5 separate regions of the Mus musculus genome follow, and all the other regions are linked to region 1. The links are chromatin contacts, called in public Hi-C, HiChIP or PLAC-seq and promoter capture Hi-C maps. All regions are on one chromosome and are shown on one strand. The core of a region is the stretch at or near the end of the contact, and the rest is flanking DNA. Distances in the headings are between cores, read along the strand shown.

Region 1 (5,464 bases), core at 1,352-3,851:
ATAGTTCAGGATTTCTACCTTACAGGTACCCAGGATCCACCTTAAGTTATCAGGCTTGGCAGAAAATGCCTCTCCCCAGTGAGCTATGTATCTTGCCTGTGAGTTTCCATCCTTTTTGTGAGAGGGCAATCTGTTGTTTGAATGCTGGGATTAAAGGGCATATGTCACTATGCATCGTTAAATTCTTAACACACATTCTTAAACAGAACTCCATACTAACTTTCTTTTTTCTCCCTTCCCTATGTGTGTGTATGTGTGTGTGCATATACATATATACACACACACACACACACACACACATATATATATACATATATCTATGTAGTATGTTTTAGGGAGAGGGTATTTTTGAGACAGGGTCTGTCCACATAGCCCTGACTGTTCTGGAATTCACTATGTAGACTAGACAGATCTTAAACTTGTAGAGATACACCTGGTTCTGCCTCTTGAGTGTTAAAGGTGTGTTCCACCACACCCAGCCTAACTTTCATATAAGGTTTTTATAATCCCAGCTGAAGTAGATGGACTGGGGGTGGGTCTAGACAGTTTGGACTACAGAGTAAGGTCCTGTGTCAAAGCAGAAAAAAATTTTTTTCACTTAGCATTTTTTTGTTTGTTTTTTGCTTTTCAAGTCAGGGTTGCTCTATGTAGCCCTGGCTATCCTGGAACTCATTATGTAGACCAGGCTGGCCTCAAATGTCCACCAAGTAGAAGGCAGAGGCAGGCAGATCGTTGAGTTGGAGGTCAGTATGATCTACAAAATCAAGTTTCAGGCCAGCCAGTGTTACACAGTGGAACCCTGTCTCAAAAACAAAACAACAAAAAGAATATGAACTCACCAGGGCTATGATGCATACCTGTAATCCAGAACACGGAGGACCAGAAATTCAAGGTCATGCTCAATTACATTTGAGCCTACCCAGTTACATCAGATCCTCCTCAAAAGTAACAAAATGAGTGTAAAGAACACACAAACTGGTATCCAATACTAAATGATCAGCCCTGGAAGCATATAAGTACAAGTAACATTACACAAACTGAGCAGGTACAACTCATGCATTTAAGGATACATAATACATACACACATATACATATGTAACAATAATCCAAAAAGTAGAGGCCACAGAAGAGAGCAGAGGAACTACTAGGGGATTGGAGGAAATGATGTAATTATATTACAATATCAAAAAGTAAAGCTGGGGATAAAGAGGCTGCTTTCTTATCTCAACGGGCATAAGGCCATGCTCATCCTTACCAACAACAAAAAAAAAAAAAAAAAAAAAAAGAGAGAGAGAAAAAGGAAGTCTGGGTTTCGGTACCTTTGTTACTTAATTTGCTACTAGGTGCTCTGAAGTAAGCTACTTGAGCTCTCTTTTCCTTGGGAATAAAGGTAATGTTAGTGACTGCTGTAAGACTCATGCTTCTAATGATCTAGAGCAAATAATTGCTCAAAATTAGCGTCCCCTGAGATAAGAGTTGTTATTACCAGACAGTACCTGGGGCAAACAGGAAGGTAGATTCTATGGAGGACATGCAGCCACCCATTTCCTCATTGTCACCCTTTAGTTGGCACCATCAGAGGCAATGGGAGGCGACGGACAATGTGTCCACTCAAATGTTCCTGTTTCCTTACTCACATCAGTGAACTAACACTTTGGAGCACCTGTTGCTTGTCAGAGCCCACTGCAGACGACTGACCCATATGTATCTCTTACTGGTACACCAGATGTCACATGCCACAAGCAAGAAGTGAAGGTGGGAGAGATGACAGGTGACAGTTAGCAGGGTCCAGGCTCTCTGCAGAAAGGGTCAGCAGTTCCCCATCCCTGAGGCTCCCACTCAGGAGCTGTCCCATCAACATCTCTGACAATATGGAGCCTAGCCTACACGAAGGCCTCCTCCGAGTGTGTGCAGAGCCCCACAGAACCACTGATCCAGATGTGCAAAGGCCGACCCACAAGAACATAACTCAAAAGCTTGTCCAACTCTCAAGACTGAGGCGCCCCACTCGGCCGCAGCGTCTCGGAGGAGCAAGGGGGACAGAGCGCCGCCGCCGGTGCCTCCGCCTCCACGCGGGGCCCACCAACCGCACTCAGCGCGGACAGCCCTGGCTGCCTCGCTGGTGCAGGTCTGAAGGCGCGCTCCGACTCTGCTGTGGAGACATAGGCCCTCGGACCTGAGGCCACGCGGGCACCAAGTTCCCCGCGCGCCCCGAGGGGATGCGCGGCTCGCCCAGCAAAGGGAGAACGCCGGAGTCCCTCGCGTGCGACCGCGGACCTCGCTGGAGCCCCACGGGGCCCCGTCCCTCCCGCGGTCGTCCACACTCCCGGCGGCCTAGCGCCGCGACTCTCCAGCCCGAGCCCAGCCGCGGCCTAGGTGGCAAATGGGCCTCCCCGAGACCCGTCCCCGCGCGCCCGCCCCGCTGCAGCCCACTCACCCGAACGCGGTCCCCGCGGAGTCGCCGACCCCACGGCCGCCCCGCCCCCGACCGCAGCCGGCAACCCTCTGACACCCAAGCGGAAGTGCGGCCCGCGCCTCTCCGACCTACAGCCCGCCGTGCTGCTCGCCGCTCGCCGCGCCCCGCGCCGTCCGTCAGCCGCCGCCTGGCCAATCAACGCTCGGCCCGCAGGCCGCGCCGGGGGCGGAACCATGCCGATCACGTTCTCCGGACAGCTTCTCCCTCGGCCCTATCATAATCCGGCTCACACGGGGGAGTGGCGGCGCGCCCAGCCAATCACCCCTTGGAGAAGGTGGGTTTATGCAGATACTGGAGCTAGAAGGAAGGGGAGGCAGGAGGAAGGGGAGTGACCTTGGGAGAGGCTAGTTTACAAACAGTGAGTCAGGTGGCTGGGCGTGAACGATCCCAGGCTGGCGCTGGGCTAGACCCACCCTTTGGCTCCCGACCCCGCAGACGCTTCTCACGGTTGCTGGGGTATGAACAAATGGCAAATGTGGCCGCCGGCCTTTGCGCGCCAATCGTGACTTAACATACCCTGGGGCCAGTTTACCCCTCCAGTGGCCTCCCTGGCCGGTTCATCCTGTTTAACACCCTTAGGCGCCCTGTGGTCTGCAGTGGCTCCTGGTTAAACTCAGAATCTCTGGGGACACGCCTGCAGCCTGTTTGGCCTCAGAAAAGCTATCTGACCTCTCTGAACACTCAGTTTTCTCTGTAGCCAGGGTTCCCCAGCCTCCTCATCACATTGGAATGTGGGGTCTGGTTTGAGAAAGGTGAAGTGACATGAATCAAGATGGCTACTGACTTGCATAGGACTTTGCAGGGCACAGGAATTGCAAAGGTATGGGACTTGTGGTCCGATCCTAGCCAGGAGGTTCAGCTCAGTGTCAAACCTGAGGGAAGCAAGTTAGATGTCTCTTGTCTTTCACAAACCTACCCAGAAGCAAGTGAGGTGAGGGCCGCTATAGGTCGTTTGAAAGCAGGAAACCAAGGAGGAACCAAGTCCCCCAGGTCATCCAGGGCCAGCTGCACCTGACATCAGTCCAAGGCTTTCCAGTTACTTGAGTAATTACTTGGGTTTTTTGCTAAGCCAGTCTGAGGCTTTAGCAAAGGGGTTCTAAATGCCCCCCATGAACCTTCTTCAGCACATAATGAAGGATTCTTCTCCAAGGCCACACTTCTTCCTCCAGTAAGGTGGTGCTCACACTCACACACAGGTCCGTGTCGTGTCCCGTCCCCCCCCCCCCCCGCCTCTGTGGCCCACTCTGCAGATACTCAAGTCCTCTGCAAACACGGAGTGGCCCAGCAGACCCTGTCTGCCTCTCTAGCTCCCACCCCAGGGACAGCCTGGCTTTCTGGTGGCCCCTTCTCACTGGCGCAGGAGAGACGTGCTGGGACTGGAAAAGAGCCCCCTGCACGCTCAGCTCCTAAAGAGAGAGACAGAGGGAGGCGGGCCAGGCTTCCGAAACAAAGGCGTTGCCATGGTTACCTCTGAAGAAAGCAACTCCAGCCCGCTGAGGGCTGATGGAAGGGTGCGGCAGCTGGCCCCCCAGCCAGGACAAGGACAGCTAGCCGGTTGCCACGGAGATAGTCAGACTGACCAGGTTCTGCAGTTTTTCTGGGGGCCTGGCCAAGACTAGCTCAGAAACCCACCACCACCCACACCCTTACCTAAATCTCCAAGATCAGCCCCTCTCCAAGAGACAAGCCTCAGAGGGACACAGCTTACCTAACCTGTTTTTGGACTTTGAGCTACAGGGCCCTGCCATCTGGGCAGAATAACCACCCAGGTTGGGCTGGGCATCCCTACTCAAGCTGTGTAGTAGATGGGCTGACCCTGGGGCCGGGGTGGCATTCCAACCACCTGTCTTCCAGCTGTGGCTGAGGAGAGCCTTGAGTTCCTCACTTCCGCTTTTACCTCTAGGTAAAAGGTGAGCTGACAGGTACCTAACACTGCTCCTGGCTCTCTGCCCCCTTTAGGAGCTGCTGCCACCTTTCAGCAGCCTCAGGTGCAGGGCTGGGTGGCTCAGCATCCCTGTCAGTAGGGGAGGGGCTCTCTCCATCTTCGCCGAGTGGCAATGTCCTCTAGGATGGACTAGTAGGGTGTAGAAAGAGGAAGAGTTGGCTCTGCGCCCGGCCATGACAGTGCAGATAGTGATAGTCAAAATGCCCCCAAAGTGTTTCATTATGTCCATGTCCCTTCCAGTTCCCCCATGTCAGCAGCTGACCAGGGAGACGAATGTCATTGCTCCCACTTTACGGATGTCAGACTGGGTCTCAACCCAGTTAATGCCTCCAGAGGGCAAGGCACAGAGACGTCTGATGGACCAGCAGTCTGGCTATGCCCAGACTCCAGACCAGGATCTGCCCTGAGTTTCCTGAAGGGGCTATGGCTGAGGGCCACAAGATCAGATTCCATGTCACAGGACCCCTGAGTAGCTGTAGCTTTGAGTGCTCTCAGCATCTGAGAAGTGCCAAAGGACTGTTTGGGGAGTGTGTTCCTTCCTGAACAGCTCCTGGGACACAATGGGATGCCATGAGGGTGCTGCCCCACCCCACATGGTATAAATAAAGGATACATCCAGTCCCAAGTGCTAAGTGGAGGTGGGAGATTACAGGATAGATCCTGGAGGTCAAGCCAACTCTGAGGGCTTAGAATGGAGGCCAGAGGCTCCCTGACAGAATCCCTCTGTCTTCTTGACTAGGGCGGGAACTACCCCTTCCTCAAGGGTGGGCCATCTGCCTGTGTCTCGCAAGACCCACGCAAGGCCTCCCTTGACCACAGCTGGCGCTGTGGGTGGTCACAGCCAGATAGCAACACGAACCCCATCATCCTGTTTTCCATCCTCACCCCTGACGGAGGCAGAACAGAGATGATCGCTCCCCATTCCAGAAGGGAAACTAAGGCTCAAGAGCAGCAGCTCGCCCAGGGACAGGCTACCAACCACCCACCCTCTGCCCTTCACCCACTCCACTCTTACCTCTTTGCCAGAATGCTATCTCTTCATC
Region 2 (4,845 bases), core at 1,162-3,661, 1.4 Mb before region 1:
ATAAGTTTTTAAAAAAATACAGAGAAATCTAGCTATTCTTCTAAACCTAGATGGGAATGAGGCAAAGGCATTACAAAGAACTATAGTGTCATTCAGTCACAAAGAAGTCTCTACTGGGTTGTCATAGCACTAGATAATGAGCTTCCAGCTAAGGGCACCAGCAACTGCTAGATCTTACGCTGGGTGTGGTAGTAAAAGTCTATGATTCTAGCCCTTTGCCAGGCTGAAGCAGGAGCAACACAACTTGCAAGTTAGCTTGAACTATAGCAAGATCCTGTTCACAAAAACAACTTCTCCACAATGACTAAAGAATCGGAAGACTTCATATCACCTTCACCTCAAGTCCTGAGACAAGTAACCAAAGACAAAATTTCTAAGAGCCTTTTTACTGAACCAGTAGCATATCTTTTAAAAGCTTTTAGCTCTGAAAAATCACAAATCGAAAGTTACAGAGCTGGCTGATAATCGTATCGCACCCCTGTAGGCCCAGTACTTGGAAGGCAGAGGCAGGTGGATCTCTGAGTTCAAGGCCATGGTGCACACTGTCCATAGAGCAAGTATCAGGGCAAGCCAGAGAGAAACCTAGTCTTGAAAAACCAATCCTCCTCCTGCCCCACCCCCCAAAAGTTGTAAAGTGATTTTACAGGAAAGTATAAGCCCTTTCTCTTAACTGACTGCCCCCCTCCCACCCCCAAAGGGCAGGGGAAAGTTGGTGGCTCTGTCCTTGAGGATACAGAAGCCTGGTGATTCTTAAGCGCTCACTACTCACTAATTGGCTTCCTGGTGAAAGGGTAATAGCCTAGCTGCTACTAAACTCATTTCCATTCATTCCGTAAGTATTTACTGGGCACATACTATCTGACTATCCTAAACAAAACAAAACCTTAACTAAAAAACAATGTTAAATATGTTAACACAGTAAACGAAGAGTCAAGTGCTGTATACAATTAAGCAAGGAGGGGAAAAGTAAAGCAGAGAGTCTAACATTCGACAGTAGACTAGTTACAGCAGTACACAGTGGAATAACAGAGGAGTAGAAACGAAGGATATCTCACATAACAGGAACATGAGAGTGGTCATGAAAAAAATGTCAAGGGTTGAGCACTTAAATTGGTTAAGAGACTAGCAAGGAGGCTGCTGGGGCAAAGAGATTGTGCGGCACGGTGCTTAAAGAATCCAAGGGCAGGTACCCTGTTCCCAAACCCGAACGAATTTAGAGGCTCCACTGGCTCCACACTTGCGGTCCACACACACAGGGCCAGCCTAAGTATGAAAATACTGATACAGGTAACAGATTCGTAACACATATTAAGTTAGAAACTGCGGAAAGTCCTGGCTTTTAATGTCACCTAACAGATCACGCTTTCCTTAAAGAAAGCAAATAAATGAACAAAATTATCCTACGATTAGAGTTTTGTCTTTAGGCAACCACGACAATATATGGGACAATATAATTCTTTGTGTTATTAAGTAGCGTTTTGATGTTTAAACAGACAAACCACTAGCAATTGAGACACACTGCCTATAAAGGATGAATGATCAGCTGAGCGTCCAACAAACGGCGACCCAATTTCCCCAAAGTCCAATCTGAAAACAAATTAAAGCTACCTTTTGCATTATTTTTCCGAAGATGCACTTAATGAATTCGGAGAAATCATCTCCTAGACACAAGGAAAAACAAGTCTTTAATCCAGCCATATAACACAAGTTGGAGCCTAAACGAATGAGTCCCTAATTCTCTCCCCAAAGAGCACGACACAAAATCGCCTCTTAAAATGTCGTCCCTAGGTATATAAACTAGGGGTTTTTTTATACATCAAATGCCTTTGAAATTTACAACTATAAGGCAATTTCTGCGTCCCAGAATGTGAACAAGCCTCGGAGCCTTTACTGCCCGCCTCCCTACACACCAGTTTCTGCGTTCCGGGAGCCGCGGAGGCGGCCGCGCGTGCGAACCGGAGTTGGCCCGGAAAGCCTCGTCTCCGCGCCGCCCCGCCGTGCGCAAGGTCGAGCAGGGCCTAGTGGTGCCCAGGGCCGGGCTCGCCGCCGCTGCTGAGGGTCGCCGCCATTTCCGCTGCGGGCAGCTTTCACCTCCTGCTGCGGCGCCCTCGCCCCACTTCCCCTCCCCTTTGCCCGGCTCCGGCAGCTTGAACCCCGCGGCCCCACCTAATTTGAGAGCCACTGGAGAGTGAGCTCACCTGTCGGCACGCCCGCCGGTCCACCGGTTCCGCGGCTCCGCTTTCCGTCCCGGGGCAGTGGTGGGCAGCCGGCCGGCCTACTGCTCGGCCTGAGGATCCCGGGCGGCGACAGCCGTAGCAGCGGCAGAGGACGGCGGAAGCAACACTGGCGGCAGCAAGAACGCGCACGCTCACTCACTGGCACGCGCGCCCCCGGAAAAAGACGTGTGTTCTGGCAGGTCAGAGCTGGCTGCGCAAGCGCCTAGAACCCAACACTGAGGCCCCGCCCATAGTCGGAGCCAATGTGGCAGCGCCGCACGAAAGCTCCGGAGCTCCGGTAGAACTCGGTCCCCGAAAGGTTGCGCCCCAGTTGACGATCACCGGGAAGGGTTAAGGTGGTGGGCGGAGCCTGCAGCTACTAAGCCGGAAGCTACAGCCCGGGAGCAGAGGCAAGGCCTAGGCTTGCGGGTTCGCCTCTGGAAGGCAGGCAAGTGGCACTCCGCGAGTAAAACTGCTCTTCTTCCAGTTGTTTGCTCAGTGCTTCATATAAGCCTCAAAAAATTTATTACTACTTACCAAAAAACTAGAGAGGGAGACCTTCATTTTCGTCTCAAGGTACTGCCTTGGGACTGACATTTTCGTTCATCCCTGGAGACCACCCAGAAAAGACTTTCCTGCCTTTCTTCCCAGTCACTGAAAAATCAACCGCCATTATTTAGCGATCCTTTAGGAATCGTCTGCAATGATATGCGTGGACGGTTAAGGACTTTTCTTCCCACTCTGTCTCATACAATCCTTGTTCACTCTGTTCACTTACTAAGTAATAAACCTAGTGACCCTTGCCTACTTACGCTGTAACAAACAATTTCAAGTGCTGTGCTTTTTTATTCCAGAGCTACCAATCTTCCTGGCCAGTGTTCCTACAGCTTTACTTTCATTCTTGCCTGCCCACCATTTTTTCTTATAATCTTTTTGGATTATAATTACATCATTTTTCCCCTGCCTCTCTCCAAACCTCTCATATTCACACACACACACACACACACACACTCACCCTTTCAAATTCATAGCCTCTTCTTTGTTGTGATATAGCTCCTAAATATATAAATACAGCCTATTCAGTCTGTATGTTAAGTAGGTATATGTTTTCAAGGCTGATCATTTGCTATGGGAAAACCAATTTCTATGTTCTTCCCTAAAACTGATTATTTCTCCAGCTCTCAGAATTCCTTAGTTAGCTAGGATTGAGGCCCTGTGCGCTTTCTCCCTTACACCATGCTTAGCTGATGTTGTCCTTGCTCAGGTCAGTTAGGCAGCCATGTTGGTTATGTTACTTCACGGATGTAGCTTCTCTGACATTTTAAGGAGATAAATCTTAGAGCGAACTGTCTGGTCCTCTGGTTGTTGCAGCTTTTCCTCCCCTTCTTCCACAATGATCTCTGAGCCTTAAGTTCAGGACTTGTGGTGGAGTTCTATCTGTGGGGACTGGGCTCCACCAATCTGCATTCTGATCAGTTTCAATTTCTGTAATGATCTCTATCTGGAGAAGATGTTTTCCTTGATGAAGAGTGAGAACTACACTTAACCTATAGGTGTAGGGATGAGTATTTAGGATGTAATTAGGGACTATGCTGGTTTAGCAACGTGATCCATGACTTCACTAGCCCCAGATAGTCGCCTAGGTTTCCAGGATCAGGCGTGATTTCTCTCTTATTGAGCAGGCATAAAGTCCAATTAAACAGCTGTTGGTTAACCAACAAGATATATGTGCCACTATTGCTGTCTGTCTTCAAGTCAGCTTTCAAAAACAAAGCAGATAATACTTAAGGCCTCCCATAACGCATTAAATAAATTCCAATCTTTTCTAACAGTGTCTTCTCCCTTCATCTTATACCTTTTTGCACGCTGGCTGAATTTGAATTGGCACATGTTCTAGGCCCAGATTGTCAGCAGATAGCTCAAGAAACTTAGTAAGTTGTGCAACATCAAGCAAGTAGCCAAAAACAAACAAACAAACAAACAAAACAAGAAACCCAATAAGCAGAAAGGCCAGGTTATCTATTGACTGAAGAAGGAAAGCTAGCTATAGAGATGCATGCCTGTCATCCTAGCAGAGACAGAAGGTTCTGAATCTAAGGTAAGAGCTATATAATGACATATAGCTATATAATGACCTTTGAGAGTGAGAACATGAGCAAACGATTCCACAGTTGGAAGAGATAATGGAATTGACCTGGAACCAACTGAAGACAGAAGCTATGAAGCTGTGTTGGGAATTTGCAAAGATGAATCAGACCTTAAATGATTACCTCCATATCTAGGATACTTTTTAGTCTCCAAATACATAAGTTTTATGCATTGAGATGTCTATAGTAATGCCATTTATAATAATGAAAATGGCCAAGGGGTGGCAGCAGACAGTTTATTCTCAGCACTTGGGAGGCAGAGGCAGGTAGATCTCTGTGAGTTCAAGGCCAGCCTGGTCTACAGAGCAAGTTCCAGGACAGCCAGGGGTACACAGAGAAACCACGTGTCAACAAAATAAACAAAAAAGGAGAAAGAGAAAACTTATAAGTAAATATGGAAAACTGCCCAACTGTACAAATAAGCACATTCAAATGAAATATAGTCATTAAACTACACACAATAACTATAGGCAAAGAATGGC
Region 3 (4,922 bases), core at 1,894-4,393, 1.2 Mb before region 1:
GCTAGCATAGGAAAGAGCCAGAACAAGGACATGTCAAGTCCACCATGAAATACAACAAAAGATGTGCACTTGCTTGTAATCCTGGCCCTTGAGAGGTATAAGCAGGAAGTGAAGTCAAGAAGATTAAGAGTTCAAAGTCATCCTTGGCTATATAGGAAGGGCTATACATGGCCAGCCTGAGCTGCATGAGACCTTATCCTAAAGAAAAAGTAGAGAAATAAGACTTGCAGAGTACAGATGTAACATGGAAAGAAGAGCCTAAAGTGATTCGAGGATGCCACAAAACAGGGAATATGGGTGGTCTCTGGGGACTGGAGAGAGAGCTCAGTGGTTAATGTTTTCTGTGAGCAATTCCAGCTTTAGGAGATCCAACACCTTCTTCTAGCTTTCTTGGGCACCTACCTGTACACATGCCCCACCCCCACCGCAATCTAAAGATAAATGTAAATACATAGAGCTAGAGAAATGGCTCAGTGGCTGAGAGGATACTGCTCTTGTAGAAGTCCTGAGTTTGTTTTCCAGGATCTATGTTCGGCAGGTCACCACCACCACCTGGAACGCCAGCTCTAGGAGATCCTATACCCTCTTCTGGCACCTGTACACACGTACACACGTACACACGTACACACACACACACACACAAACACACTAACTAAAAATATATCTTAGCCAGAAATGGTAGTGCATGCCTCTGAGTTCCAGGCTAGCCAGATCTATATAGTAAGTTCCAGGAAATCCACCAGGACTACTAGAGAAACTCTGTCTCAAAAAAGCCTAAAATAGTCAGGCCATGGTGCAAACTTTTAATCCCAGCCTTTCGGTAGTGAGTTCAAGGCCAGCCAAGGCCTTTCATAGCTGTATGTAGTCCAGGACAGCCAGGATTACATAGAGACCATGTATCAAACCACCTTACCAAAACAAAATGAGACAAAAGCAACCGATGGATCTTTAGAGAAAAACATTAAAAAAGTAAAAAATAAATAAGTCAAAATAAGGGGCTGGAGGGATGGCTCAGTGGTTAAGAGCACTGACTGCTCTTCCAGAGGTATTGAGTTCAATTCCCAGCAACCACATGGTGGCTCACAACCATCTGCAATGAGAGCTGATGCCCTCCTCTCATGTGTCTGAAGAGAGCAACAGTGTGCTCACATACATAAATAATTTTTTTTTTTTTTTTGGTTTTTCCAGACAGGGTTTTTCTGTGTAGCCCTGGCTGTCCTGGAACTCACTCTGTAGACCAGGCTGTCCTCGAACTCAGAAATCTGCTTGCCTCTGCCTCCCAAGTGCTGGGATCAAAGGTGTGCGCCACCAATGCCCAGCAAAATAAATAAATCTTTAAAATATATTTTTTTAAAAATCAAAATAAAATAATAATAACAACCTTAAAGAAAAATGGACAAAGAAATGGGTTCTGGATTCTGCCCTCAGACTTCCAAGGCTCTAGCCCTGCCTAAAATCCTGCCAAGTGAAACTAATTTTAGTTCACTACTACCATTATAATAGAACAAATCTTTTTATTTTAGTGGCCTAAAATAAATAAATTCAAAGTACTAGAGGGTTATTCTGGATGACTGAGTTAAAAAAAAAAAAAGACATAAATCAGTTTTAGTAATTATTATTTCAGCTACATTCTGAAGTATTTGAGGGTGAGAGAAAAAGATGTAACTTGTGAAAGGTGCTTTCAAGTAGCACGGGGGGTGGGGGGGAAGGTAGGGCAAGTCAGCAAGAGATTATGTGTTTGAAATTTTCTGTAAGACTATGCAAACTACAGGAGCTGGGATGGGGCTAAGGTGTACAGTAGTTGGTTGCCTGGTGTGCTGGAGGCCCTAATTCCATCCTCAGCATAGTCAATAAATTTTTAAAAAGAGAAAAAAAGAAAAAAGGTTCCGAGCTGGAGATGTAGCCCAGTAGAAGTGGTGGCCTCCACCTGTAATCCTAGCATTTGGAAACTGAAGGCGTTCAGGATGTAGTAGAGTTGCTGACGGATCAAGAATTCAAGGACATCGAGAGTTACTACACTGCTATCTCAAAGGGGAAAAAAAAAGTTTTACACCTTGGAGAAGAATATTGATGAAGGATTGCCCTATCTTTTCAACATAAGCTCTTTCAAACTTCTTGATGTATGCAAGAAAAATCTAAGTAAACACACGGAGAACACTTCTGTAAAAGCCTGTCAGTCACCTAAGGTTTGGACTCTATTACCAACTCTGCTGGGTGCCAAACTAGTTGTGGCGACAGGCCACAGCGGTGGTCCCGACTGCGTGCCCTTCATTGCTAGCAGCAGAGGGTTTTACCTGCAGTTCTCCTTGAACCGGCACTTTCCCTCCAGGAAGAACGGACAGGGCTTCAGGGACTTGTGGGTAGGGTATAGGTAGAGGACTCGGACGCACGCAGAACCATCCTCCGCCTCTTCGGCGCCCACTACCATAGCGTTGTGATACTCCAGCGTGCCCCAAGCGCTGTAGTAGGGGGCATTCACTTTAGCACCGCTCAGTTCCTCCAGATCTGGGTCCTCCTCCTCCTCCTCCAGTGCAGAGGAGGTGGATCCCGGCTGCACCTCGCTCCCAGGGGCCGTCTCCGAGTCATTGCAGGGGGCGCCGGGCGCTTCCACTTCCTCCGCAATGGCCTTCTGGAAAGCCAGGTACTCAGCATCCTCTTGAGCTGGGCTCTCCTGGTCCACTGTAGACAGCAGCTTGCTCTTTCTGACCGACAACAGGCTGGCCTCGGTGAGCTCAATCAGCTCCTTTAGATCGCCCTGCAGCTGACGCAGGTCCGCCTGCTCAGAAGCGTCTAGGCCAGCACCGAGCGCCAGCTCTACCTGCTGCAGCTGGGCCCGGTAGGTCTGCAGGGCAGTCTCTAGGTTGTCCTCGTCCATCCCGACCCAGCAGGCAGGATTCGGAACCTTTACCGCAGACAAAAACAGGAGGAAGAGCAGTAAGAACAACTCAGGGCAACGCCGCCCCCAAAACCGCTAGGGAGCCTGAGGAGGGCCGCGGTTCCGCCGAGGGGGACCTGCACGTCACCCGCCCCGTCCTCTGCGGCCCGCAACCCCACCTCCGGCCGGCGCTCGCAGGCTAGAAGGGCTTCCGCCCTCGCCAGCCAAGCTCACGCGCTAGCCTTCTGCCCTCCGCCGGGCACTTCCGCCGGAGAGCCGAAGCTGCCGGAAGTACCTGCGCGCGGGGGCCGCTGGGATGCGATTCCGCCCGTGCTCCGTCCTTCGCTCCTTGTTCCGTCAGGCACTGTGAGGGGTCAGCGTGAGGTCGGTGGGGTTAGGAACGCGGCGGCGGCGGCGGCGGCGGCGGCGGCTCCTCCTCCAAGATCTGAGCAGGTACGGGTGGGCCTCAGCTGGACTGAGGGGCCGGGGTTCTAAAGTCCTGGAACAGGGGGACGGAAGTGGCTTCAGCTGCTGGTTCCCAGGCTCCGTGGGCCCGGCGGCGGCGGGAAGCCGAAGCCGACCCTCCTCAGGAGCTCTGCCTCTCTGGTCGCTTCCTAGACTTAAGTCGCCGGCCGCGTTTCCTGGTTCTGAGTTGAGGGTTCGGAAAGAGGAGCCTTAGGAAGGCGGAGCAGAGCAGGCCGCCACGGGCTTTTCAGGACTCCGAATTGATGGTGCATTATGAAAGATGACATTAAGTGGGAGTGGCCCAGGTCTAGCACGTGGTCAGCGATGGCATCGGGGGAATCAGGGTCAGGGATTTTAACAGAAGAGGCGGGATGGGGGCGAAGAGTCAGGATCCGCGAGGCTACACATTTGAAAACTAGCAGGAGAGGCGGACCGCTGATGAAGCGGGCAGGGCAGGAGGCCGATGCCCCCGGTACACACATTGACATCTCTCAGGGTGCCAGAACAGGATGTACACGCTGCTTTCGGGATTGTACAAGTACATGTTCCAGAAGGATGAATACTGCATCCTGATCCTGGGCCTGGACAATGCTGGGAAGACGGTAGGTCCCTGCTCTCTCACCAGTTCCCATTCCCTGCCTGATCTAACCCCCGCCCCAAGGCTACAGGTTAGTAGTCACCAGCCTCCTGAAGATCAAGCCACAGGCAGAGGCGTGCATGGCTGCATGGGTGTGAAGGGATAGGTGGGAAGGACACCAGAAAACTACTCTAGCTGCTGCTATCTAACCCCCTCTCTTTTTTTCCTCAGACTTTCCTGGAACAGTCAAAAACACGCTTTAACAAGAACTACAAGGGGATGAGTCTATCCAAAATCACCACTACCGTGGGTCTAAACAGTAAGGGGGCACCTTAGGGATATGATCTTAGGAGGTCCCTTAGAGATGGATGCTGTAAGGTCCACAACCCAGCTGACCAGTGGTCAAAACCCTGTCTTTCTATTCTGTGTTCAAGTTCCCTAGGATTGGTACCAGAATGGTTTGTCCCATCCTGGGGAGAGCTGGAACCTTGTGTGTAAAGGTCAGGAGCTAGCTCTTTCTGTACTCTTTCCAGTTGGCACTGTGGACGTGGGAAAGGCTCGTCTCATGTTTTGGGACTTAGGTGGGCAGGAAGAGCTGCAGTCTTTGTGGGACAAGGTAAGACACATTACCTGTTTGATCCTGTTTTTCTCTAGATGGCCCCTCATAGTCTTTTCTGTGAGAGTTCCACATTTACCCCAAAGATTTTCTAATTTTTTTTTTTAAGTTTTTCTGGTTTTTCGAGACAGGGTTTCTCTGTGTAGCCCTGGCTGTCCTGGAACTCACTCTGTAGACCAGGCTGGCCTTGAACTCAGAAATCTGCCTGCCTCTGCCTCCCAAGTGCTGGGATTAAAGGCGTGTGCCACCACTGCCGGGTTTTAAGTTATTTTTATTGGGGGAGGGGTGCGTGTCACAGCATGCGTGTGGGCGACGGGGCTAATTTGTAGACTGTTTTTCTCACCTTAATGTGGGTTCCAAGGATCAAACTCGGATTATCAGGCTTGTGT
Region 4 (5,100 bases), core at 1,601-4,100, 1.6 Mb before region 1:
TGTCTTTAACCCCAGGATTCAGGATGCAGAGGCTGGTGAATCTTGAGTTAAAGGCCAGCCTGGCCTACAGAGTGAGGCCAGGAGTTCCAGAATGGCCAGGATTACACAGAAAACACTTGTCAGGGGGCATAGTGGACAATCCTACCTCTTTGTCATCACCAGGGGGCAACTTACATGTCAGAAAGAAGCCACTCCTCTACCCTGAGATTCCCAGAGCACTCCATACCTGTTCCTACATCACAACAGGGGCTTTTTACTGCTCCTGCCATAGGGCAGGAATAGAGGCAAACAGCTCAACAGTGCTCTCCTCAAAGATCAGGGGGTTTCTCATCCTGCATCTACGGTGATCTCCAGACATCATGGTAACTAACCACAGGAGGACACTGAACAAACTACTAGAGAAAATAAATGCCCCAACTCCTGCTCAACACGGAAGGACATTCACGGGTATAGCACGGGTTCTTTAACCTTGGTCCATCTGTGCTGTGGTGGGAGAGCAGCCTCTCCTCAAAGCGCCTACCCATCAGGGCAGCACTACTCCTGGGTACTGTAACAGACAACCCTGGCTGCCTTCCTCTGCCCTGGCTTTTCCCCAGCATCTACAGGCAGGCTGCACCTCCAGAGTAGGCAGGCTCTTCCTGTTCCTACCTTAAAAGCCTCTACCTAAACTCTCAGGAATCTCTACTCCAGCCACAGATTTGCAAAGTAACAGCACCATAGCCAACAAGGTTTATCAGAGGCACAATTATTGCTAATTGAAAACTACCAAACCTGGTGACACAGGCCTTATCATCTCAGAGATACTTAGGAGGCTGGGGCAAGAGGATCAAAAGTTCAAAGCTTACCTGAGTTTCAGAGTGAATTCAAGATTAGCATGGGCATCTTAATGAGACCTTGTCTTAAAACAAAGTAAAGAGAGGGCTGTGTAGACACAGCTGTGATAAAGCTCTCACTTGGTAAGTTAAGGCCCTGGGTTCAATACCCACTATCAAAGGGGTGGGCAGGTGAGTTGACTCAGCAGATAAAGGTGCCAACAAGCTGTACAACCTAAGTTCAATCTCCAGAGCCCAAATGGTGGGAGGAGATAACCAATTTCCAGGGGTTGTCCTCATACTTACACACTCACCGAGATAACAAATGTAAAATAAATAAAATTAAATATACAAAGGGAAGTTTTTCTTAAAGCCAGCACCTACAAATCCCATAGTCTCACTTTTTATCTCTTTTCCAGACTGGTCACCACCCTCCTCCTAGGTACTGTAACAGAAAACCCTGATTTTCTTCCTCTGCCTAAGCTCTGTTCTTTGAACCTCAAGGGTAGGCAGGCTCCTCTGGTTCCTACCTTAAACCTCACTCTGCTTAAGGCTGCTCTTCTCTTTACCACTTCCAGGTTATATTCAAACACCTCCTTCCTACAACTGAGACAGCCTTTTCTTCTAACACCCAACACTATTGTGTTTGCTGTCCTCCAAGTTTCCACTATGAGCTCATTTGTCTTTATATGCCACAAAGAGGCAGAGAAAACCAACCCATCCAGCCGTGGTAGGGGCTGGGGCTGACCCTTCAATCTGTGTGACTTATCTGCTCAGGCTGCAGCCTTGTTTCATGGCCCTAAGTTAGTAAGCTGTACACCAATCAGCCCTGAGGTGGCTGACTTTGCTAAGAAGACCTGATCCTTGGAGCCAGGGGCATGCATCCACAATAGCCCTGCACTCCCATAATGAAAACCCAGATAAACCATCAGCTGTTCCAAGGAGCCTCTCTCAAGGACTACTGGAACCTCTGCAGGTTCCCTTCTCAACTGTACAGTCCTATCTGTGGCCTTCCATCCTTACTGGGTCTCCCTTTGGATTCCCATCCTATCTCTGCCACCCTTAGTTCCAAGTTTGTCATTTGTGCTTTCTCTTACCGGAAAGAAGCTCCAGCAGGGCCTCTGTAGCCCAGATGATTGCAAAGTGGGTTCTGTTTCCAGTGTAAAGGCTTATGTGGGCACTTAACCTACTTCCTGTTTTAGACCCCAGCCCTCCAACCCCTAGAGCAATCCTGCTCATCCCCAAAAGCTGTCCTGCAGCCTTCTACTTCAAGCACAGTCCTGGGGAGGCTGTACAGACTCATGACTCAGCCACTATCTGGGCTGCCCTCAGAGCGGTGCTGCGGATGCTCTAGAGTCACTCAGTCTTAAAGCCACCTCCTAAGTCCCTTCCCACCCACGGAAGGCAAGATTGCAGGTGCCATCATCCCCTAAGGATGCTCCTCAAAGGCTACGCAGGTGACCATGGTCGGAAGGCAGGCTGGACTGCCAAGCCCACACTGGCCAGGGGTCTCAACGCCACAGGCTCAACTGTCTGCCCAAACCGACTTGCTGTTGCCTGAGGCCTGACTAAGCAGGGGAAAAATTTATTAAGAGAAACCTGGTGCTGAAGGGTGGGGGGCAGACAGGGGAGACAACGGCTGGGCCAGGGACGCCCGCGGCCACCGCTGGGCGACGAACAGAGGGTAGCTTTCGGTCAACGCGGCGTCCATTGCGAAGCGGCAGTCCCAGGACAGGGTGGAGGGCGGGCCTGGGCAAGGGGTCTCGACTGACTGGGCTAGGTATCACTCTGCCCGAGGGTAGGCTCAGACGGTCTCCGCGGAGCGGGGCCCCAGGGTCCTGGCGGCCCGCGCCCCTCACCGCGTTCTTCCTGGTCACCATTTTGTCCAGCCTCCGGGCGATACGAGCAATCTCTTCCTCCTTGCCCATCACTACCTCGGTGGCGGCGGGTTGTGCCGGTTGCGCCGCCCGGCCTGACCTCGGCCGCCGCCGCCGCCTAGATCCGCGGTCCAAACCTCCGCCTGGCGGCCGCGTGCGACAGAATTAAAAAAAAAAAAAAAAAAAAAGAGTCCCCGCCCCCGGGACCACAACTCCCAGACGACTGCGCGGCCTGCGGCCTGCGGCCTGATTGCCCGCTGGAAAAGGTAGTTCCGCAGGTATCTCCGCCGGACCACGGCCCCACGTGCCCACCGAATGCCAGGGGGAGGGAGGACCTAGAGGAGGGAGAAGGACAACCCTACTGCGCTCAGGTCTTTAATTCAACCCATCTGAGCAGCTTGCCCTGGCGGCCGGTCGCGCCTTCACTAGTGCACTTAGATCGCCTCCACTTCCGAGAGTCACTCAGCTCACTCCACACACTTCACTTGGTACCAAGCCGAGTTTGGGGGCTTTCTTGGCGCTGCGCAGGTGGCCGGGACTCTGAAACGGTTTCTCCGCAAGAATTCAGGCTTTAGCCAAGCAATGTAGGCTCATGCCTTTTTAATCCCTGCACTCGAGAGATAGAGAGTCAAGCAGATCCCTGTGAGTTCAAGGTCAGCCTGGTCTACAGAGCTAGTTCCAATACATTCAGGGTTACACAGAGAAACCCTGTCTCGGGGGTGGGGGGTGGGAGTGGGGAGAACTATTCAGGTTCTGAAGTCAACCTAACGGTATAAACCCCAAGTTCTGCACATTGTTGTACGTCTCAGTCTCCCAACCTGTGAAGTGACAATGACAGAGGCTGCGATCAGGAGCCTCCGATTCATATTTTACACTGAGAACAGGGCAGGGTACTGAGGCAATCCGCTACTGAGGCATTACCTCAGGAAGACCCTAACCACGTCCAGGAAAGGGAGAATGGTGCTCTGCTCTTCTTCTGTCCTATACATGGTGGCAGGTGTGCTGGTACTAAAAGTCAATCTGAATTTTTTTGTACCCAGGAGGCCAGAGTGCAAATGACATACACAAATGACCTAAGCTGACCGTTTTAATCAGTTATGACATCTTTACCATAAGAAAAAGGCATGGAACTTCTTGAAGGCAACAAAGCTTTTCCAGAGGTGCAGTGATGGCTGAACCCAGCTCTCTAGTTTCATACCACCTCTCATTCTGCCCTTTACTGAGAGCTGGGCCCTTGCTCTAAGCTAAACCCAACAACAACAACAAAAATTCTGGGAAAGGGAACCCTGTGTTTGAGTACTGAATTAATGCTTTCAGGACCCTACCACAAGACAGGCAGTAAGAGAACCACAGGACCTTCAGCCATGCTGTGTTTGGCTGATGACTTGACCCCATCAAGGGACTGCCTACTGAGTAGTCCCAGCTCTGACTGGTCCCAATGATGAGCAACAGCAGCCTGTAGGTGGCAGGAGCCACCCACAGATCTGCTCAAGAACAGGCTCTTTCCTGAGGAAAATCCAGTAGATCACCAGCAGGGGAGCTATGTCACAAGAAGCCAGATCAAAGGTGTGTTCAATCCTGAGGGGTCCTTACTTGTGGGGTTGGTACTCACCAGCCAGATATTTCCACATTGCAACCTTAGAAAATTCCAACTTTAGAAAGCGCAGTTGATAGTATTTTGTTTAGCATGTAGGAAGCCCTGGGTTCAATCCACCGTACTGCATACAAACCAGGCATCACAGGTACGTGCCTGTTCACTCAGCACTTGGGTGATAGAGACAGGAAGGCCAGAAGTTGAAGGTTATCCTCAGATATGTATATGAGAGACATGTTTCAGAAACAAAAAGTCCTGATCCCAGATCCTACAAGAGCTCCAAATCGAACCTTCTGGCCCTTGATCAGAAAAGTCACCTCCCACCCCAGATTCTCCCCCACCTCACCCCACCCCCATACACCTTGCTGACTTTCAGAGCTTTATCTTCAGTGGAACCTCCCCACCAAACATCTAGACCATAGATTCACCCAGGTGTTCGCTCCAGTGTGGTGTTGTCCTCTACCCTAGCCTTCTGAAGGTGGTGGAGGACACACCTGCCTGGGTTTGGAGATAAGAAGTTTCTTGGACAATGTGATACCAGGTGGGAAAGAAGGCTTCTGGGAGACAGCCTTACCTATCTATATTGTCCAATCTACTACTGGGGTCTTTTCCAAGTTCCCAGAACACCTAGATGAGGTATCCTAACAATTCACCAACGGCTTTTGCACCCAGCCTTCCTGGGGCGCACACTCCCAATATTTCTTAAGAGTCTGCCCCTGAAGTGGATCTCTGACTTCAAGAGTCCTCAGTGAGCAACATAGCCCTATCCTAGGGACCCTGGGATAGAGATATCCCAGCTTGAAGGTCTGAAAAGGAC
Region 5 (5,266 bases), core at 2,328-4,827, 1.7 Mb before region 1:
CATGATCCAGTGAACAGGGAATATTTTTTTACCCCGGAAAGGTCTTTTTCTTTCTAGAAAATGAAAAATATCCTCCCCAGTTTTATACTGACCTCGGGTGACTTTTCCAAACTAATGGCTTTATTTCTTAAAAGCTGGTGATGCTGATATAAACGGTTGAAGGAAAGACTACCAAACCACAAAAGATTAGTAGACTTTCTGAATCTCAACAGCTCCTGCTCAGGAGTTCAAGGTGATCTTCCGTGAGTTCCAGGCCAGCGTGGATTATATAAGAACCTGTCTCAAACAATAACAACAATTATGCTATGGTCCCTGTTCCCAGTCTTCTCTCTGGAATACTGGAGACAGGGCCTAGACACACCCATCCCTAGACACACCCATGTGCACAACTGGTAACAGCAGTGCTAGAGAATTAAGCCTAGAAATGAAAATCAACTACCACTCTAGCATCTTAAAAAAAAAAAAAACTTTCTTGATATAAATTCTTTTCCATTTTATGATGAAATAATCCATCTTCATAGTCAAGAAAAATATTAGATTTTCAAATCACAGTTCAATTATTAAAATTTAATCTACTTTTCAAGTGAATTCAGAGCCCTTGCCCTAAGTTGTAACTAGTCCCTAGTGCTAATAAGCTTGGGCTTAATCTTAGATAAGCCACTTAGTTCTATTGCTACACTACTGATCTAAAATAGTCATATTAAAATTTGGGACACCAGTTGAAAATAGAGTAATGTATTTATATGCTTACAGCTCAGTTTAGGAAAAAACCTTTAACACATGTCCTACATAATCAAGAAAGCCATCCTCTTCACCCTATCCCAGTTCTATAAATTAATCTTCAGCAGGTACCACATTAGATATATTTCATTTGTACTAGACATTTATGTTACTGAATTTTTTTACTGAAGTAAAAGCTAATTCCACATTAAAAGAATTCCAGTAATAATAATAATAATAAAAATCAGCCACCTGTTTTTATAGCTACTACCTACCAGACAGCACTACATTGAACATCAGAAGGTAAGGCAAGCTGGTCTGAGTTACTAAACTGCTCACAGTCACAGACTGCCAGAGGAGCTGTGGTAAAACCAGCACTGTTTAGCCAAAGGCTTTTGTTTTGTACACAATATGGATACAGGTGTTAAAGACTCACAAAAGAACACCATTCTTTGTTAACTTCTTGTTAATACTTTGATAATCAAGTATAATGTGCATTGTGTTGGTAAACTGTCATATGCTGTTTAAGTCTGTTGAAAGTGGATGATGAGAGTGAGGACTCTCCTGTACCAACGCCAGTATGTTTGTTTCTAGTAGTCTCCAAATGTTCTCCAAAGTACCTCTTCCTGGAGCTTGGTGGGTACCTAATTCTATGATGGGTGAAAGGAAGAACAAAACAGCGCAAGAGTAAAACAATTTGTCCTTGAGAATAGCTAAAAGACTAGCCATTTACAAGACTGTTTATTGCATGGTATAAAAATGCCTTGGTAGAAACAAGAAACCAGAAGTTCAGCCATGGCAATCTCAAACATGGAGAGAAAAGAAAGTTCAATTGGTAACTCCAACCGACAGCCTCAACTTCTCCAGTTGATTTCTACTAGATGACTGTAAGTGCCCAACTTGATGATGTTATCTATCTACTATCTATCTATCTATTTTTCTTAACTTGGAAGCTTCACTTGGGTTCTCTATCAGGAATTTCAAATGGCTGCTTCAAATGGAATTTTCGCAGATGATTTCTGCTGTTACCTTTTGTTTGGTCTCTCAACTGTGCTATCCCAGTCATCCCTACTAAAGTGAATACTCAACTTGATGTTTTCTATCAACTACTTCTGTTACTAACTAGTTCTTTTACTTTTGCTTGCTATATATACTTAATAAATTCACTCATTTAAAACAGAAAGTGTGACTATTGTAGATCATTCTCTAGACTACACAGAACACCAAGGTAGCCCTATCAATTGCTTTTGGTGGAGAGTGGGTGAATAATGATAGAGTGTGGTACTTAGTATTAGCTTTGTCTGACAATCTAATATTGCCTTGCATAGAAGCATCACTACTTGCTGCTGAGATAGATGTGATCAGTCACCATGTCAAAAGAAAGAAAGAAAGCCCTAAAACATACTTGAAAATACTCTCTCCAAACCAAACAGTATCACTGCACAAGAATGCAGTGCAGTAGATTCCAACTGAAAGCAAAGAACTATTTTTTAGGAGATTGTCCTTCCTTTACTACCCTACGATACACACTTTGCTACTTGCTGTAATGCTTATTACAGTTCCCATTCAGAACTGATTAGCACAGGCCAACAGAAGAAAAGGGCATAGGAAAAAAACTGAGCAGCACAGGACCCCAAGTGGACAACAACAACACAAGTGAAGCTGGACTAAAGAACCCTGTTTCATATCTATACTGCGTTTGAAAAAACTGCGACAGCTGGCCCACAGTCAAGTGGATGTCACTTTCTTAGGGGATACCTTGCTAGGAACATGTATTCTAAACCATCATCCTGCCAGCAGAACGAGGAAAATAGCCAAGGCTTCTTGTCTTGAAAACCAGAACTCTTGGAGGGTGTGCCTCAAATGCATATCACTTGTGGTCTGCATCTGAATGAAAGCTGACCAGTAGTATGTACTGACTAGGGACAATTCCTACTGTTTCGTGCGTGGAAAAGCTTTGGGACTAACCGAAATTAAAAAAAAAAAGAAAAGAAAAGAAAAAAAGAAAAATGAGTCCCTTCTCCCAAGTCTCCCAGCAAGGTCTCAGAGGAGGATGGAGAAAAGCCAGGGCAAAAGGAGAGACCAAATGCCACCACCTCAAGAGGGCCCACTTCAATTCCCTTTATATATAATCAGTGCTGAGCCTCTTAAATACCTCGTTCTAGAGACAACCTACCAGACGTAATGGAGCCCACTTTAGCAATGTCTTCAATAAGAACAGAGAACAACAGTGCAGGGCCCAAGAGAGCAGAGGGCAGATACTCAAGATGACGGAGTTGATGGCAGAGGCACAGGCCTAATAAAGAAACAAAGGGTCCAGGCCCCAGGGGTTCTCTCCAGCTACTTTAGATCTTTCCCCAAAGGGGTCTTTTTTTTCTCCTCTGTAGGATACTCTGCCTTCTTCCCAATATCCACCCTAGGTATAATTTGTTTCAATCATGGTCAATGCCCGACTTGCCCTTGAGCTAATTGCAAACATTTCCTACTTAATTAGAAATAGGTTGTAGAACTAGAGCAATCAGATCCCAGAATTAGCAACAGGCGGGGGGTGGGGGGGCACGCTGGAGGGGAGGGAGGTGCTGGGCAGGGAGATGGGGGGGCGGGGGTGACAGGCGCTGGGGTTCGAAACTCTCGGAGATGGTAAGATACACGGACGCTGGGGAACGGGTAACCAGAGCTGGAGAAGGGATATGGAGGGAAGGGCCGAGGGGCAGAGACGGCTCTACCTCGGCGCTCAGCAGCCCCCGTATTGAGTCTCGGAGAGCAGTTCTTCAGACGCTTCTGTCGCTTCGGACGGACCTCAGCCGCTGTAAACATCCGCTGCTACCTCTGCGCGTGCGCGGGCTCTACCTGAACTGAGCATGTGCGGTTGGAGGACACTCTTAAAGGGGCAACGGCACAGCCCACGAGCCTGCCACTTTCCACCCACTGGTTTGAGTTAAGTGTGTCCCTGCCTGATTGGTCAGTCACTAGGTGGTCTCCGAGCATATCCCGGCCTAATGATATGAGAAGATGCTGGCGTGTCGACGGGAGAAGGGCATTTTGCCTGCTTATGTCCACTCAAGGACAAAGCCCCCACAGTAGAAAAGGCAGGAGTTAAGAAACAAGAGTGATAGATTGGGTCCACTCTCCTGCAGGAGTTACAACACAAATGACTGCCGGCCCTGACCCTGCCAGGCTACCTGGTCCAGGGGATGGCCATCTGCACACTTGAACCTTGAACCAGCAGTTCTGGCCACTTCTAAGAAACCTACAAAATAGACCAAAGTCTAAGTGATCTTTAGGGCTACCTTTCAAGATTGTTCTGAGTTTTTGTTCTATTTCATTGGGATTGCACATCTCCTCTATACTGCTTGGAGGGTACATGTTGAAGGAAGTAGTGTCAAGAAGGAAGGAGTCTGGACGCCTGAGTCAATAGCTGTAAGAAAGTCACTCAACCTGCAGTTGATTGTGGTACGAATGAGGAGAAAATGATTCTACTATTTTTTAAAGTTTGCGTGGGAAGGCTAAAGACCCGAACTAGATAACACAATATTGATCAAAAACAAAACAAAACAAAAGTATAGGCCTAACAACATCTGATTTCATGACTTACTATTAAAATTACAGTAATCAAGAGTCATATGGGGGAAATAAATTGATGCTATCAAATACAAAACTTAGGTTAGAGCTATACAAATATAGTAAACTCACCTTTGATAAGAGAACAAATACAATTCAATGGAGGAGTGCTGGTCTTTTCAACAAAAGATGCTGGAATAATTAGACATCCACGTGTAAAAATAATAGAGACATAGCTCTTCCAAATTTGATTTCCAGTACCCAAGACACTTGGCCTTTGCAGGCACTCAGGCATGTGCACACACACACACACACACACACACACACACACACACTTAAAGGTAAAATATATCTTTTTAACACTGGCATCATTTCTCTGTAAAATATACTGTCAGAAGAATAAAAAGGTAAGACATAGACTGAAAAACAATATTCCCAAAACACATATCTGATAAAGGATTTCTAAAAATCCTTAAAACTCAACAATAAGAAAATAAACAGCACAAATAGAAACGGGAAAAAGCTATGAACATATGACTCAGCAAAGGAAATATACAGATGGCAAATGAGCATATGAACATATCAACATAATTTGTCATTAGGTGATGCAGATTTATAAAACAATGAGATATCAATACACACCTATTAGAATAGCCAAAATTTATAAAATCTATAATTCACCAAATACTGGTGAGGATGTAGAGCAACAGCAGCACATCACTTTCATTGCTGGTGGGAATGAGCAATAATAAAGATACTCTGGAAAATAGTTTGTCAGTTTGCTACTGAACTAAGCAACGTCTTAGAAGATGTGACAGCAAACAAGTGTAATGCCAGCACTTAGTGGTGGAGGAAGAAGGACCAGGAGATTAAGGTCATACTTTGGCAGTGTAATAGGTTCAAGACTAGCCAGGGCTGTACAAAACTATTCCAACATACATAAAACTTTTTAAAAAATCACCATTTGAATTCCTAGATATTTACC

What was found. Hi-C and Micro-C count contacts between places; a contact is called where the count stands out from the background. HiChIP or PLAC-seq counts read pairs in DNA pulled down with a chosen protein or histone mark. Capture Hi-C pulls out chosen DNA fragments and counts their contacts.
Region 2: an H3K27ac HiChIP or PLAC-seq map of microglia shows a contact between it and region 1, with 4 times the contacts expected there. The contact joins the promoter of Dnajc5 here to the promoter of Osbpl2 in region 1. A contact is called at or near these places in 2 of 115 datasets of contacts at active chromatin or transcription factors (large pre-B cells and microglia).
Region 3: a contact with region 1 is called in a promoter capture Hi-C map of adipose tissue, with 2.3 times the contacts expected there. The contact joins the promoter of Arfrp1 here to the promoter of Osbpl2 in region 1. A contact is called at or near these places in 1 of 115 datasets of contacts at active chromatin or transcription factors (embryonic stem cells) and 1 of 9 other capture datasets (adipose tissue).
Region 4: a contact with region 1 is called in a promoter capture Hi-C map of adipose tissue, with 2.1 times the contacts expected there. The contact joins the promoter of Tcea2 here to the promoter of Osbpl2 in region 1. A contact is called at or near these places in 2 of 9 other capture datasets (adipose tissue and liver).
Region 5: a contact with region 1 is called in a Hi-C map of B cells, with 6 read pairs. The contact joins the promoter of Pcmtd2 here to the promoter of Osbpl2 in region 1. A contact is called at or near these places in 1 of 39 promoter capture datasets (pre-B cells) and 1 of 484 Hi-C or Micro-C datasets (B cells).

What each region holds. Positions count from the first base shown.
Region 1 is chr2:180,116,443-180,121,906 of GRCm38.p6, reverse strand. It overlaps Osbpl2 (oxysterol binding protein-like 2), which reads right to left and starts at 2,601. Exons shown (of 14, transcript NM_144500.4): 1 at 2,438-2,601.
Region 2 is chr2:181,518,051-181,522,895 of GRCm38.p6, reverse strand. Dnajc5 (DnaJ heat shock protein family (Hsp40) member C5) reads right to left here and starts at 2,411. Exons shown (of 5, transcript NM_016775.3): 1 at 2,199-2,411.
Region 3 is chr2:181,363,625-181,368,546 of GRCm38.p6, reverse strand. It overlaps Arfrp1 (ADP-ribosylation factor related protein 1), which reads left to right and starts at 3,143. Exons shown (of 8, transcript NM_029702.4): 1 at 3,143-3,328; 2 at 3,836-3,942; 3 at 4,149-4,236; 4 at 4,451-4,533. The coding sequence starts at 3,850. It overlaps Zgpat (zinc finger, CCCH-type with G patch domain), which reads right to left and starts at 3,124. Exons shown (of 6, transcript NM_001048148.1): 1 at 2,295-3,124. The coding sequence starts at 2,875.
Region 4 is chr2:181,678,047-181,683,146 of GRCm38.p6, reverse strand. It overlaps Tcea2 (transcription elongation factor A (SII), 2), which reads right to left and starts at 2,850. Exons shown (of 10, transcript NM_009326.3): 1 at 2,672-2,850. The coding sequence starts at 2,740.
Region 5 is chr2:181,836,165-181,841,430 of GRCm38.p6, reverse strand. Pcmtd2 (protein-L-isoaspartate (D-aspartate) O-methyltransferase domain containing 2) reads right to left here and starts at 3,577. Exons shown (of 7, transcript NM_153594.3): 1 at 3,447-3,577; 2 at 93-276.